Linked DNA regions of Anas platyrhynchos: region 1 is linked to region 2. A link is a contact called in public Hi-C data. All regions are on one chromosome and are shown on one strand. The core of a region is the stretch at or near the end of the contact, and the rest is flanking DNA. Distances in the headings are between cores, read along the strand shown.

Region 1 (6,647 bases), core at 216-2,715, 42 kb after region 2:
GGATCCTTCTGAGGAAGGAAGAACTTCTATGATCATGGCACCCCTTATTCAAGCATTTACGGAAGTGCTCAGTGATTTCTACACCATAGAACCAGTGCAAATACCTACAGCCCCTTCCCCAGCAATGTTGACACTTGTTTTCTTATCCAGAATCTCAATTCTTTAAGAAAAAAGTGAAACCTCCCCAATCCACTCCCTTCTCTGAGGAACCAGGTAAGTGCACAGAACACTGAACTCTCCCACTGACTGGTTGGGACCCTCAAGTGTGGGATTTATCACCAAAGCCCTATATTTTAACTCATCTTTAAATTATTTTTAAATCAGAGGCTTTGCTTGGCTTGCTTCAGTTACCTGAGAAGTGCTATATGGTCCTACTTCTTGGAGAAGAAACTGCAAAACCACAAAGTATAAAGGCCTTTAAGAGTGTAAAGTAAAAAACATTTGAGGAAATGCAAGCACTGAACTTCTCAGTGGTCAAAAGGTGGTAAAGAAAAATCACAGAACAGAGAGAAGTGACAAGAGCAAAGCAATAGGAAGAAGAGATCAACAGAGAATGGTGGCAAGCCTGGCCAAAGAAAGATTAAGGTGACTGCTGAAGAGCTATGCTGGGCAGAGACCAGCACCACCATGCTGGCAGGAGACATGCAGTGTCTCCAATGCAAAGGACAGCATCCCCAAAGCCAATAGGGATTTTCAGTGCTGGAACAGTGAAACAGTTCATTTAAAGCCAGCACATCAGGCACATTAATGTTTTGTTGTTGTTGTTCTTAATTCTTGGTAAAAGGAAATGAGTACGTTTTAATCAAATATTGAAAATACATTTGAATTTTCAGTTCATGAAAAAGGCGGCTCTCTGGAGTAGGGATCCTGTAGGAGTCCCACCAACTTAGTTAGGAAAGAGGTAGACAAGATGCCTAGCCTTATGAATAGGCAGTTCTTAAAATATGCAAGCCAGAAAAGTGCAGTTAATAGTTTTGCATGTTATCAGACAAGCCAGAAAGAAAGAAGAAGTAGTAATGGAAATGGTGATTTTACCAAGAATTTTGCTTTTGCCAACATTCAGAGCTCTGCAAGATCCACAGCCACTCCCAACAAGACAGACCTAAAAATAAACCTGCTATACAGTTGCTGATGAGGCAGGATCTTTCACCTCACCTTTGTATTTACAGCCAGAGCTGCAAAGCTTATGTTTTGTTGGCTTGTTCTTATTTAGACAGCCTGGTACAATGTTTGAAGTCATATGAAAACTAAGTAACATGACAATTGTTTTCTACACTTAGAAATGTTAATTTCTTGTAAAGCTTGTTCAATTAACTAAGAAAATCCAGAGGACATGCTGACTTTGTCTTGTTTCCCCTCCCCCAAATGCATTTTACAAAACTCCAGTAGAGTCTTAACCAAAACAATGTGCTGATATGAGAAGCTGTCTGCATTCCTCTTTTGCAATTCACCTTACACTCTGCAAGTTACTTGAAGATAAGCTCTTCTCGATGCCAAAAAACTCCAGCAAGAGGTGAAGGCTTCTTTGCAATGGGTAAAGTGCTGCACAATTTTGTCAAGTTATTCATTGCATTCTTGTTAGTGCATCCCCACCCTTAGTGTATTCCCTGCAGTCGCTCCTCTTCCAAGTGACCCCAGCAATAGTTAGGGGTGGGAATAGCCCATCTCAAGCTTGATTATTAGATAATCAACATTAGATGCTGATTTAACTTCTCTATTTTCACACTCATCCCTCCTTATGGAGAGGAACAGTCCTTTAATTAGGAACCTGCGACATGCCTGCTCCCTTTCCCCTGTCGCAGGCGATATTCAGGGGATTTAGCTCAGTTCTGGGAAAGTACCCTCATGTTCTGAGATCTTTTGAGTAGGAAAGGGAAGGGGAGTAGTAACACTTTTCTGCTTTTTCTATTTGTATTATATTCAGCTTTGTTCTAAAGGGAGGTAATCTCCAAAAACAGCAAACTAAAACCAATTTAAGAATAGTGGAAGAAAAATGATTTCTCCTAAATGCATTTATATGCATGCACACAACAGAACTGCAAAAGAAATACACATTGAAATTTGCGTTCCCAGACCAGCATAAGGAACAGCAAATGCCTATATGGAAGAGCTGACAATGCAGGGAATCAATGACTTCTGACACATTTCAATCCTCCCTTTTAACATACACGTTTTATGATTCTTTTCACAGAGGGTAGAGGTTCCCATCATCCCACTAATCTCATAGCCAGTGGTTCAGCAAAACAGAATTCAACTTCCAAAAAAGGGGTCAGCTAGAATCTCAGGACTTGTGATACTGAAATAGAAATCCATAAATTTCAGAAGAAAATCTGAAAAAAAACGTTTGGAGAATGAATTACATTTACTCCTAAAGCAACGCTGGTATTTCCAAAAGAAGGTCCCACAGAGCTTGTGTGAAGACAGAATAAATACAAAACAAAGAAAAAAATGTTGGTTCTAACAGATGATCCTATCAAACAACAAGCTCTTAACCAACTGATATTTGTATAAAGAGATGTAGATAGGAATTAACAAGGTTGCACATATAACTGAGGGACACAATTTCATCTGCTTTTTCTTTTCATCCCACCCCCAAAACATTTAAGTCCTTTTGAAATTCTCAGCTCCAATGCTATTGTAAGCTTTTCAGGGGAAGGATGGCAATGTGTACACAGAATGCCCTGGACAGTAGGATCGTGGCCCCATTCTGGGGCTTACTACAGTAATATTAATAAATATCACCAGTGGAATTAACTGTTCATCTCTGTGTTCCTCTCACCTGAGAAACAGAGGTCTCATGCTTCACATGTAAAAAGGGCAATTAGCAGAGAAACAATTTTAAGGGAGAATATAAAGATGAGGTGAAAATATCAGGAGATGAGTACATAGAAATGAAATGATATGGAGAACAGCCTTGTGGAATGCAAGTCCTTCAGGTGCTGATATATAATCGGGTACAGTTCCACTGTTTCTACCTTTTTTCCAATGAATGCCATGGTGTGCCATGCAGACAACTCTTTCAAATGAGCCATCTGATTCTGAATTATGACCTGGTGCAGTTATTTCTGTTATCCGAGAAAGATTGAAGCAATTAGCTAATAAGTTGTGCAAATTTTAAAACATGGAAATAAGAAAAATATCTTAAAACTAAATGTAGTGAAATGCTAACTCTCTAAGTCTATAGCCATATTTCTTCTAGCCTCTTCAGACAAACTAATGGACAAAATCTAAACCAGGGAGAGGCTGCAAGCAGTCCTGTCACCTGAACACAGCCACTTCCGCAGTAGAATCTAGAAGCTAAGACAAAGGAATATATTTTTATTTTTCATAGTGCTAGTTTTTCAGCTATGTTTGATCTAATTATTCAGTTGTTTGTTCTAGGGAAAAAAACAAACAAACAAACAACTCTCCAAACCACATAAGGAAACAACTATAACTCAAAAAATTTCTTTTGGGCCAGTTCAAGGGCTGCATCAGGAGAGCTGGGGGGCAGAGTATGAAACATAATTTGCTCGTTTCCTCCTTTACTAACTCACAATGTAAGCTTAGAAATACTACTAGTTCTGGGTTAACAGTTTAATCTCTCCCTCCTTTTAAAGTGTGCATGCTCTGTAAGCATACCAAACATCTTAATATTTTAAAATATACACTACAAAAAAAAAAAATATCTGTATGTATTAAAGCTGTGTTGGACAAGCTAATATTTTCCCTTATATTACTTGGGAACAGAGAGCTGTTGAAAGGAGTGTAATGAAAGTCACAAGGATGAAGAAGAGCAAATATTTACTAGATAAAGAGCCTGAATGTCACACTTCTTAATGCAAGAGGCATTGTGACATTGCTCATTTAATCTGGGCTCTGCTAATTGGTCTACTGTACAAGGAAAAATCTTTGGGAGTCCTTCTGGGAATGTCTCACATCATTCCCTATCAGCTGTTGACATACAAATACTCTAGTAATGAAAATATTTTCATTCCTTCATAACAGCATTCCCTGTCCTGTTTAATCTTATTTTCTCTCTTTCTAAAAACAAGCTTCTGTGTGGGGTTTCTGAACTAACGGACCTGATGCCATATATCAAAAATGTCCTGTGCTCCTGTCAAACTTACTAGGAGTCCACCCAAAAGAGTGAATGGGGAAAAAAAACACAAGGATTTATAGCAACAACAAGGAATTTTAAACAACATTTGAAATTAATTTCTGGTCTGCATCATTTTGAAGGACTGTAAATGTAACTAGACTAGAACTAAGCCGTACCTGCCTTAAGTCTCCATCCCTAGCAGTAAAGTAGCTGACTCAGGATCCAGCTCCTTGCTACAAAGGGACAGGTTTGCAAGTTTCCAGAAACATTGTGAAGTATAATATTTTTGCAAACTCTGTCACTTTTATGTATAGGAGTGCTGGGGGACGAGCAGCTGGAAACCCTGGGTGTCTTCCTGCACTCCAACCAGACTCTTTTCTGAAGTGTGGGTTCAGGCTTGCTAAGCATGAGGACGTTAGTGATTTACTGCTGGAGATATATAAAATGGTGTTGAAAAGACTTCCAGACAACTCCTTCTGCACTCCCTGCTCTGCATCTTGAGAGCACATCAGCTCTTCAGGGCAGACCCCTCTGCAGAGGCTGCACTGTCCTCTTCAACTCCAACAGCAATTCCTACCGGGACAATTTGCATTTTCAGTGCACTCCTTTTAACCGCTTAGCACCCCACTTTGTGCACAGGCACTTACCTCGGGAAATAGGAATGCATTCTGCTGTGCATGAAATCCATGCAGCAGAGTCATCACAATTTTGTCAGAAAAATCTCTTTTGGAAATGATTTCAAAATTATTTCAAAAGCTGATACTTTCACATTGTGCTAGATCCTTGTGCAGGTAAACACATTTCTTCCCCTACGTAAACTCCACACCTAAATGCTGCCCTTAAATTATTTGGCTTGCTTTATTAATATTTTTGTCTTTAATACCACAGCTGGTCCAAATGCAAGGTCTGTGGTATGATGCAAACTGCTGCCCCTCCCGCCCCCACCCCACTCCCAGGGGACCTCTGCCTCCACCCCCATCCTGCTGCCCAGGTTGTGGCATTCCTTTCTGCACCCTATCACTGTCACACTCCCCTCCTGGAAACAGGTGCAAGAAGATTAAAAACCCACTCATTCAGCTGGGATTTTCATCTGTTTGCACCTTCCTCTTTGCCACTTCTATGTGTCAACATCTCTCGAGCAGAAGGCGGAGGGAAGGCACGCTCGTGGTCATGGTGTTTGCTGTTTACAGTGAGAAACAGGAGTTTTATTTGAGGGACAGCTGTATCAGGAGGTAGGAGAATGCTTAATACACAAAGGTTTTACATAAATTTTGTTGGACTTTTTCTTAAAAAGCATGTGTGCTTTTTTTCCTCTGAAACTGAAGTTTCATTTGAAATGTCAGCATTAACGGATCCTTAAAAGGAAGAGAAAAGTTCATCTTAATGAATTTTTGAATAATACATCAGTGTCCTGCTTTTTAATTTCTAACTGGTTCATTTCTGAAGACACCAATATTGCCACCAACCCAACATGATGTGAGGACTGAAACATGGTACCGGTTTTGGTTTTAGCTATGAAGTTGCTGTATGTCAAACTGTCACTGCAACACAAACCAGGGGGCTGAGTGTTAACCACATTTAATATTTTAAAAATAATGATAGCACAGTGACTGATTTTTTTTTCCACGGGAGCGTGATAGAACTGCAGCTGGCATTGGGAACAGCATTACAATCCTTGCACTTGAAAACTCTGTAAGCTGCAGCCACCTTTTCCCTAAAAATTCCACTTAGAAAAAGGGTCATGTTCCCTTCCCCTTTCTCACTCTGAATTAAAGCAGCCTGTACCCTCTCACCCCTATTTTTAATGGACAAAACCTCTCACAAAGTTTGAGCTTTTTGGTTGCCCAGCACCTGTACTCTTTGGACTTGGGGTCTGTATTACAGAAGTATCCACACTGTGGGAATTTCAGAGTTCTGAGCTTTTAAAATCCACCCCTCCCCCAGAACAAGCTTTCTGGTACCCCCTGGGAGGCCAGGCCTCCCAGCCCAAGGACTGATCCGTACGGGGGTGGTTCCTACAGGGGCTGTTCCTGACCAGTTCCAGAAGCGTCCCTGGCATGCCCATGGGACCCCCAGCAAAGAGCCATTCCTCAACAGATTTCCTAGGGCAGGCAGGCCTTCAGATTTGAAGTCATTCAGTGCCATGGTCACATCCCAAGACCAATTGAAGAAAAACTTACGGAAACTGGTAGTTTCAATACTTCTTAGCAAGGTGTGCACTGCCTGAATGCAACCCACTGGAACCAAACCCCTGGGGCTGCACGAGCATAGTAGACGGGTCTGGGTCGTTCCCACCTGATTCCCTGGGTGTCTCTGGCCAGGAAGAAGAACTGCTCCTTAGAGCCAGAATCTGGTCCTTTTGCTGACTGACCCAGGAGCAGTGTGACATGGAAAATGGTCTGGAAACAAAAGCTATGAAGGAAAATGGTATGTGCAGTCTTGTATCGCAGTAAAGTTTTTTTTTGGAGTGGAAAGGATTATGTGAGCAAGAACAGCCATAGAGATTGGCCCTAATTTTTCAAAGATACTCTGACATTTTTTGTAAAGAGGAGCTTATTTCAGATAC
Region 2 (7,409 bases), core at 3,182-5,681:
GCGACAGGGGCCGGGGCGCCCCGGGCCACCCCATTCCCGGGGGTCCTCCTCAGCTGCCCCGGCTGCAGGCAGAGGGCAGCCGTGCCGAGCCGTGCCGGGTTCTGCCGGGCCGTGCCCAGAGCGCTCCCGGCGCCCAGGGCTGTGCCACCCGCGGAGCACCGCCGGGGCTCGACGGCTGCGCCAAGGAGCGGCGGGGAAGGAGAAAGCGGCGGCCGCACAGCAGCGCCCCGGGCCCGGCACTGCCCCTGGGGCGGCCGGGGGGCGGTGGGAGCCTCGGGGAGGCTCCTTCCACGCCCGCTGCGTGCAGGGAGAAAACAGTCCCCGCTCCTCTGCTTTCATCTCTCGCCAGCGTTGCACAAATCCGGGGCCGCTCCGGCAGGGCCGGCGGCCCCGAAGGCCCCTGCCCCCGGCCCGTGGCTGCCGCCCGCCCGCGGCCTTCGTGTAACGGGGCCCGGGCCTCGCCCTGCGCGCAGAGCCGGCTCCTGCCGTCAGGCCGGCGCTCGGCCGCTTTCTTCCCGGGGCGAGGAGACGCCGTCGAGCCGCAGCCGTCCCCTCTCACCCCCCCGCGCCGAGCAAAGCCCCGGCGGCAAACCCGGCCCGGGCTCGTGGCCACGAGGCTGCTCGGCACCGGAGCCGGTTACGGCTCGGTTGGGGCCCGATCCCGCGCAGCACCGTGGCTGACCCAGGCCGGAGAGGTCCCGCCGGGAGCTGAACGGGAGCCGCGGACGCTCCGGGAGCTGCAGGACGAGCCGGGCCCCGCTCCACCGCCCAACGGCACCCGGCGAGAGCGGGCAGCCCGGCCCGGGGGCGGCGGGGCTCCCGTTCGGCTCCCGGCGGGGCTCCGGGGCTGCTTTCCCCCTCCCCGCTGCGGCGGCGCTGCCGAGGACGCGGCCCGGGTCCCGCCGCCCCCGGGGAGGCAAAGCTGGAGGCGGCGGAGCCGCGGCCGTGCCCAGGACACGGTGGCTGCTTAATAAACCACGCGGGTTTCCATCCAGCATTGCCCTTGTTTGTAACACACGGAGAACGACCGCAGAAACACCCCACGGGCGCGACGGCGGCACCGGCTGACCGCGGGCCGCGCTGGGGCCGGGGAGCTCGGGCGAACAGAGCAGGGCCCGGGCGGGACGAGCCGCCGCTGCCCGGCCCTCCCCCGGCACCCGGCAGAAAGCAGCCCGGGGCCTCCCTGGCCCGCTCCCCGCCGCTCCCCGCTCGGGAGCCCCGGGGCAAGGAGGCCGTGCCGCCCGGGGAGCCCGCCGCCCACCGCGGGTTGAAAGCGCGGCTCCCTGGCTCCTGCTACGGGCACAGCCGGCTGCCGGGCCACGCAGCGCCGGGCCGGGCTCTGTCCCTGCGGGGTCACCGCCTGGGCACGGCACCGCTCCCGGCGCCGTCCCTGGGCCCGGGACCGGCCGCACCTCGAAGCCCCCGGCGGCAGCGAGGCCGGGCGGCCCGGCGCTGCTCCTCCGGCCGTGCGGGACGCTGCGGCTCCGGAGCCCGGGCTGGGGCTGCCCCGGTCCTCCGAGCAGGGAGGCTGCAGGAGGCCCCGGGATGGAGGGCGAGCGCCGGGGGGGGGGGTCCCCGGGGTGGTGGCGACCCAGCGGCACCCCCGCATCCCCGCACCGGCCCGGCCCGGCGTCCGAGGGAGGGCCCGGGCCGGGAGAGCGCGGCGCGGCTCCGCGGCCCCGAGCAAGCGGGGCCGAAACGAAAGCGGAGCCCGGAGCCGCGCCGCGGCAGCGCCGGTGCCCCGGGCAGTGCCGTCCCGCCGCGCTCCGCCGCCTGGCAGCGGCCCCGGCCGGCTCCGACCGGCCCCGCTCCGCGCCCCGAGCCCGGCCCGCGCCTGCCGCGGCTCCGGGACGGCTCCGGGAGCGGCTCCGGGAGCGCGGAGCTCCGCCGCCTCCCGACCGAGCAGCAGCGCGGGGGAGCGGAGTGAAAGACAACGGTATCGAGAGAAAGAAAAGCGTTTTATTGGAGACTTTACAATGCTAGAAAGTACAATAAAAGTGCTAGTTCGCTCTAGAAAAGTTGGTCCCAAAATGGTACTATGCCACAGCATCTATCAGCTTACATAAACACTTATAAAATCGCTATGAACTGGCCCCTGTATTATAAACGCTATTTCTTTTCACATTAATCTATGTAAAATCGAAGGATCAAAACGTTTCAAGAAAAAGCATTCAAAAGCAGAACCTACCGAAAATCCATTTTGGGCCAGATTTGGGGTCGAAAAATACGAAGATAGTTTAAACTTTCATTATTAATAATAATATGCGCTTGGAAAAATATTCAAATTTCATAGGAAACCGTCTTTTTTTTTTTTTCTTTTTCTTTTTATAACATCAGAATATTTTTTTAGACCTGTATAAAATTACTTTTAAGACCTCAGAGGACATTGTCTCCTTTAAAAATACATCTACCGCTGCCGAAACGTTTCACGAGTGACCCTGGCGGGTTTTGTTTGTTGGCTTCTAACAACCAGCGACATCGCACTTCTCCTGCGGCTACGACAGTCCCCCCATCAGCACTATTTCGAAGAGAAGGCACAGCTCGGAAGAAGCGCAGTGTTTTTGCAGGCCGAGGAAGCAGAAAGAGAGGCCGAAGGGGAGGAGGAGGCCGAGCTCGGCGGCGCACGGCGGCGCCTAGGCCCCGGCCCCGGGACCGCCACAGCCCCGGGCGCTCCGAGCCCGAGAGCGCCGAGGCCGGCTTCGAACGGGGCAGAGAGTTGAGGGGTAGCCGGCCTGCTTGTCATCGCGCCCCCCCTCCCCAAAAGCACCGAGAAAACAAGCCCCAGGCCCCGAGGAACGAACGAACACACGGACGGACAGAGCGACAGACAGACAGACAGACAGACAGAGCGGGGAGCAGCCCGCCCGGGCTCCGCGCTTAGGCAGACGCGGAGCAGGGGGGGCTTTTCCCCAGCGCCACGCTTCGGGCACAGAGAGAGAGGAGAGGGAGGAAGAGGAGGAGGAGGAGGAGGCACACGACAGCGCACGGAACGCGGCGGGAGCGGAGCGGAGCAGGGCCGGGGCCGGGGCCGGGGCACTCTGCGGCGGCGGCCGGTCGGAGCCTCCCTAGATGTCTATGCGGGAGTGCAGGGCGCTGTGTTTGCTGTCGTGCTCCCAGTAGGAACAGTGCATCATGGACAGCTCGGCGGGCTGGCGGGCGCAGGCGAACTGCAGGCCGGCCCCGTTGGCGGCCGGGGCGGCGGGCGGCGCGGGGCTGGCGGGGCTGAGCTGCTGCGGGTGGTGGGCGTGCGGGTGGTGGTGGTGGTGGTGGCCCATGCCGTTGTAGGAGTTCACCATGCCGGGCAGCGCCATGCTCTGCACCCGCGAGTAGGGGCTGTAGGAGGCCGGGCCCGAGAGTCCTTTCACATTGACGGGGCTGACGTTCCCACCAGACATCTGGCAGGAGGCGTAGGGCATGGGCGCGGGGGGCTGCGCCAGCGGCCACGAGTTGTTCATGAAGGTGGACTGCAGGTACTTGGGCGGGGAGAGGTAGCCGTAGCTGTCGGGGCTGAAGAGGGTCTTGCCGGGCTGGAAGTGGGTCGGGGGCGGCCGGAAAGGCCGCTTCATCCTCCGCCGCCGGCGGTAGTTGCCCTTCTCGAACATGTCCTCGCAGGCGGGGTCCAGCGTCCAGTAGTTGCCCTTGCGCTCGCCGCCGCCCTCCCGGGGCACCTTGATGAAGCACTCGTTGAGGCTGAGGTTGTGGCGGATGCTGTTCTGCCAGCCCTTCTTGTTCTTCTCGTAGAAAGGGAACTTGCTGATGATGTACTGGTAGATCCCGGACAGCGTGAGCCTCTTCTCCGCGCTCTCCCGGATGGCCATGGCGATCAGGGCCACGTAGGAGTAGGGGGGCTTCTGCGACGGGTCCGGCTTCTCGGGGCCCTTGTCGGCGCCCAGCTCCTCCTTGCCCCGCTCCGGTTCCTTGCTGCCGCCGCTGTCATGAGCCAGCAGCGCCACCGCGTCCTCCTCGGCGTCCGGGTAGCTGCTCATCATGGTGCCCCGCGCCCGCCGCCCGGGGCGCGCAGCGCTGCGCGGTGCCGAGCGCTGCCGGTGCGCGCTGCGCCGAGCCCGCTGCTGGCGGCCGTCCCGTGCGGGGCTCGCCGGGACCGGGGCCGGAGCCGGGGCCGGAGCCGGGGCCGGGATGGAGATCGGGAGGCGCCTCTCGCGGCGCCGCTGCTCCGTGCAGCGCGGCGGCGGCGGCGTCCCTGCCCCCGCGGGCTCCGCTCCCCTCTGCCGCGGCGGCCGGGCTCTTTTCTGATTTGTATGGGCCCGGCCGAGTTCCGCTTTCGTCAGGAGCCCGCTCCCCTATCGCCGCCGAGCCGCTGGGCACGGCCGAGTTCACTCCGCAGTCACGGCGCCGCGCTCAGCCCCGCGCACACGCGGCCCGACGTGGCCCCGCCGAGCGCTGCGGAGCGGAGCGCGGCGGAACCGCCCCGGCCCGGCCCGGCCCGGCCCTGCCTCGCCGCCGGGGGGGCCGGGGGCCGCCGAGCGAGCCCCGCCGCCGCCGCCCGCCCTCTGCCTCCCGGGGAGCCCGGCGGGGCCCGCGGGGGGGCCGCCGCGGGGGGGCGGCGGGGAGACGCGGCGCTCGCCCCTGCCCCTGCCCCTGCCCCTGCCGCGGGGCTGTCAGGGGCCAGCCGCACACGCCGCCGCCTTTATGCGTGCCGGCAGCGGGCCCCGCCGCCCGAGCGCGCCCGGGGAGCCCAGGGCGGCCGCTAGCGCTGCCCGCCGCCGGGCCCCGCCGCCCGTGTCGCGGGGGCGCCGCCCGGAGCCGCAGCGCACGGCCAGCACCCGCCGCGCTGCCGCCTGTCCGCGCATCGCCCCCCGCTGCCCTCCTCTGCCCGCGGGCAGCGCCCCCCGAGCCGCAGAGAGGCAGCGCGAAGCGGGCCGGGCACGAGCGGTGTCCCCTAACCACAAGTGGGTAACGGGGCGGCTCTGCCCGCAGTGGCAAAGCGGGCGGGCGGGCCCGAGGGTGCTGGACAAAGGGGCCGAGGTTCCTGCTGCCCCCCCGACGGGCACGGCCGGCGGCCGGGCCGAGCCCCGCAGAGCCTTGGGGCCCCGCTCTGCCCTGCCCCGGGGTCCGCCCGCAGCCCGGCCCCGTCTCCCCGCTCGGCCGAGAACACCCCGGGGAGCCCCTGGCGCGGCCTCGGTGGCTGCGGCCGCCGGGTCCCGGCCCCCAGCCCCGCTTCTGGCTTTCAGGAGCGCGGACGGCAGCGCAGCGCTTTCCCCCGCCCCACCCGACTTAGCGTCCCGCATCGGTTTCTGTAACCGCAGCCAAGCCCGGAGGGACGGCGGCTCGCCAGCGCCGTGCCCGGTGCAGCCGGCGGCTCCCGACGGGGCGCGCAGGGGCTTTGTGCACCCCCCGGACCCGGGCCCCGCCGGGAGAGGCCGCTCGGGGCGAGGGCAGCCCACGGTGCCCGAGCCTATTTTACCGGAGCAGTGTGGGTGCCCTTCGCGGGCGCTGTTACAGTCTCGGTTAAAACACCTTTCCGCACCTTCGCCTGCGGCCGTGTAGGCTGATGGCTTGCCTCACGGCGGCCGAGAAACGTGGACCCAAAACAACGAACTCCGTGCGTGTGGCCGTGGCAGCGAGGCGCGCAGAGCCGGGACGGGCGCACGAAGCCCCCTCGGCAACCCCGGGCAGAGCCCGAGCGGCCGGGACGAGGCCGGGACGAGGCCGCCCTCCTCGGCTCTCTGCCCGGCTCCCGGCGGCGAGCCCCGCGCAGGGCAGCCGGGGCCAGCTGTGCCGAGCCGTGCCGGGCCGCGCCGTGCCGGGCCCGCCGAGCTCCCCAGGGCCGGGCCGAGCTCCCCGCTGCCGGCCACCCAGGCTGCTCTCGGCGGCCTCCTCGCAGGCATTTCCGCGGCGAGAGCCGGGGCAGGTGCAACAGCACGGCCGCGTGTGTCATCACCTCCTCCAAGCGGCTCCGACCTCCCTCCGCGCTCCCAAACCGGGCGCGCAGCTCCTCCGCAGGGCCCGCTCGCTCACACAGGACATTTGACATCCAAGGGGCTTTTTTTTCCCCCCTCTCTTTTATTTTTTTTTTTCCCTTTCGGCAGCCCCACGGAGGGACATGCCGGCAGAACGGGAGCTCGCCGCCAGGCGATGCCGTCGGGCCCCCCCGGGCCGCCCCGCTGCTCCCTGTCCCGGCTGGGGCCCCGCCGCAGCAGCGCCGCTGGAGCCCGGCCCGGAGTGGGTTTTGCTGCGGCTGAGCCGGGCGCTGGGGTCTCCCCGGCCCCCAGCAATGTGGCAGCGGGAGCACTGCAAGCAGCAGGAGGGGTGGGGGGCGGCGGGCACTGGCCCGGTGATGGGGTGGGAAGGTCCCCGCGGGCTGCCCGCCGGTAACGGTGCCGGTAACGGAGCCGGGCTAACGGAGTGCAAGAGGCGGCGGCGGAGCTGCCCTCGGGGCGCGGGGAGGACGAGGGGGGGCGAGCAGCGGAGCGGGGCCACGGCGCCGGCGCCCGGTGCCCGCCCCGCTGCGGCGAGGGGCAGAGTCCAGCGGGGGTCCCTACGGGGCAGCGGGAACAGGGCTCCCGCTGCCTTCCCACGGGGGCCGAGCGGCCCCTTCCCGGTGCAGCACGGCGGGGACGGCGGCGGACAGAGCGCGGCTCAGCCCCGGCCGCGCACCGCCGCTAAGACGGCCCCCGAGGGGGGCTGCGCGCCGGGGCCTCGCCCTCCTCCTCCGGCACGGAGCCGGGCCGGGCCCCCCTCCCCGATCGGCCCCTCCGCTGTGCCCCCGGAGCCGGTGCCGAGTCCGGAGCGAAGCACGGGAGGCGGCGGGGAGCGCGGCGAGAGCCCCGCGGCCCGGCCACCCCTGCCCTGCCCCAGCCCCGCGGCGGGCAGCACGGCGGGGGCAGCGGGCACGGCCCGGGGAGAGCCCGGCAGCCCCTCCCCGCCTTTCTACTCACCCGGTGCGGGCAGCGGAGCCGATCGCTACCTGGAAGGTTTGAGGTTGGTTGGGTCGGAAACGTGGCAGACTTTGTGTCCCGAACGGTTTCTTTCTTTTCTTTTCTATTTTTTTTTTTTTTTTTCCCTCCTGGAGAGCAAACGAGCCTCCGGCGGGGAACTCCCCCGAGCGGGTCCCGGGGCAGGGCCCCTCCTGCCGCCCGCTGGGCTCCGTTTCCGCGCAGCCCCGAGCCCCAGCCCCGAGCCCCGGCCCCTTTCGGCACCGCCGCGGCAGCAGGAGCGGGGCTCGGCCGGGCTCACCGGGCTCCCGTGGCGGGGGCACGGCCGCGGGTGGGCCCCAGCCCCGAGCCCCCGGACCGGCCGCTTCCTCGGCGCGGCTGCTGCCGGAGCATCCGGGAAAGGGGAGTTACCGTGACACCGTCGCAAGCATTTCTGCCTTCTTCCCTTTCCTTTTTCTTTTTTTTTTTTTTGCTTTTTGTTTTTCCCCTTGTTCTTCTCCCAAAGCCCTTAAG

The links. Hi-C and Micro-C count contacts between places; a contact is called where the count stands out from the background.
Region 1: a contact with region 2 is called in a Hi-C map of small yellow follicle, with 2.6 times the contacts expected there. The contact joins the enhancer-like site here to the promoter of FOXL2 in region 2. A contact is called at or near these places in 2 of 8 Hi-C or Micro-C datasets (F5 follicle and small yellow follicle).

The regions. Positions count from the first base shown.
Region 1 is chr9:18,820,521-18,827,167 of IASCAAS_PekinDuck_T2T, forward strand. The region is part of intron 2 of LOC106019814 (a long non-coding RNA gene); the gene reads right to left. Among named protein-coding and RNA genes, the nearest start is that of FOXL2, 44 kb to the left of the region's middle. Within about 2 kb of position 1,466, at least 7 of the 8 cell types and tissues checked have an H3K27ac peak or open chromatin away from gene starts, as enhancers often do. A contact at or near this core is called in F5 follicle and small yellow follicle, where this site is marked.
Region 2 is chr9:18,775,632-18,783,040 of IASCAAS_PekinDuck_T2T, forward strand. FOXL2 (forkhead box L2) reads right to left here and starts at 4,432. Exons shown (of 1, transcript XM_027463986.3): 1 at 1,940-4,432. The coding sequence starts at 3,989. The coding sequence ends at 3,066.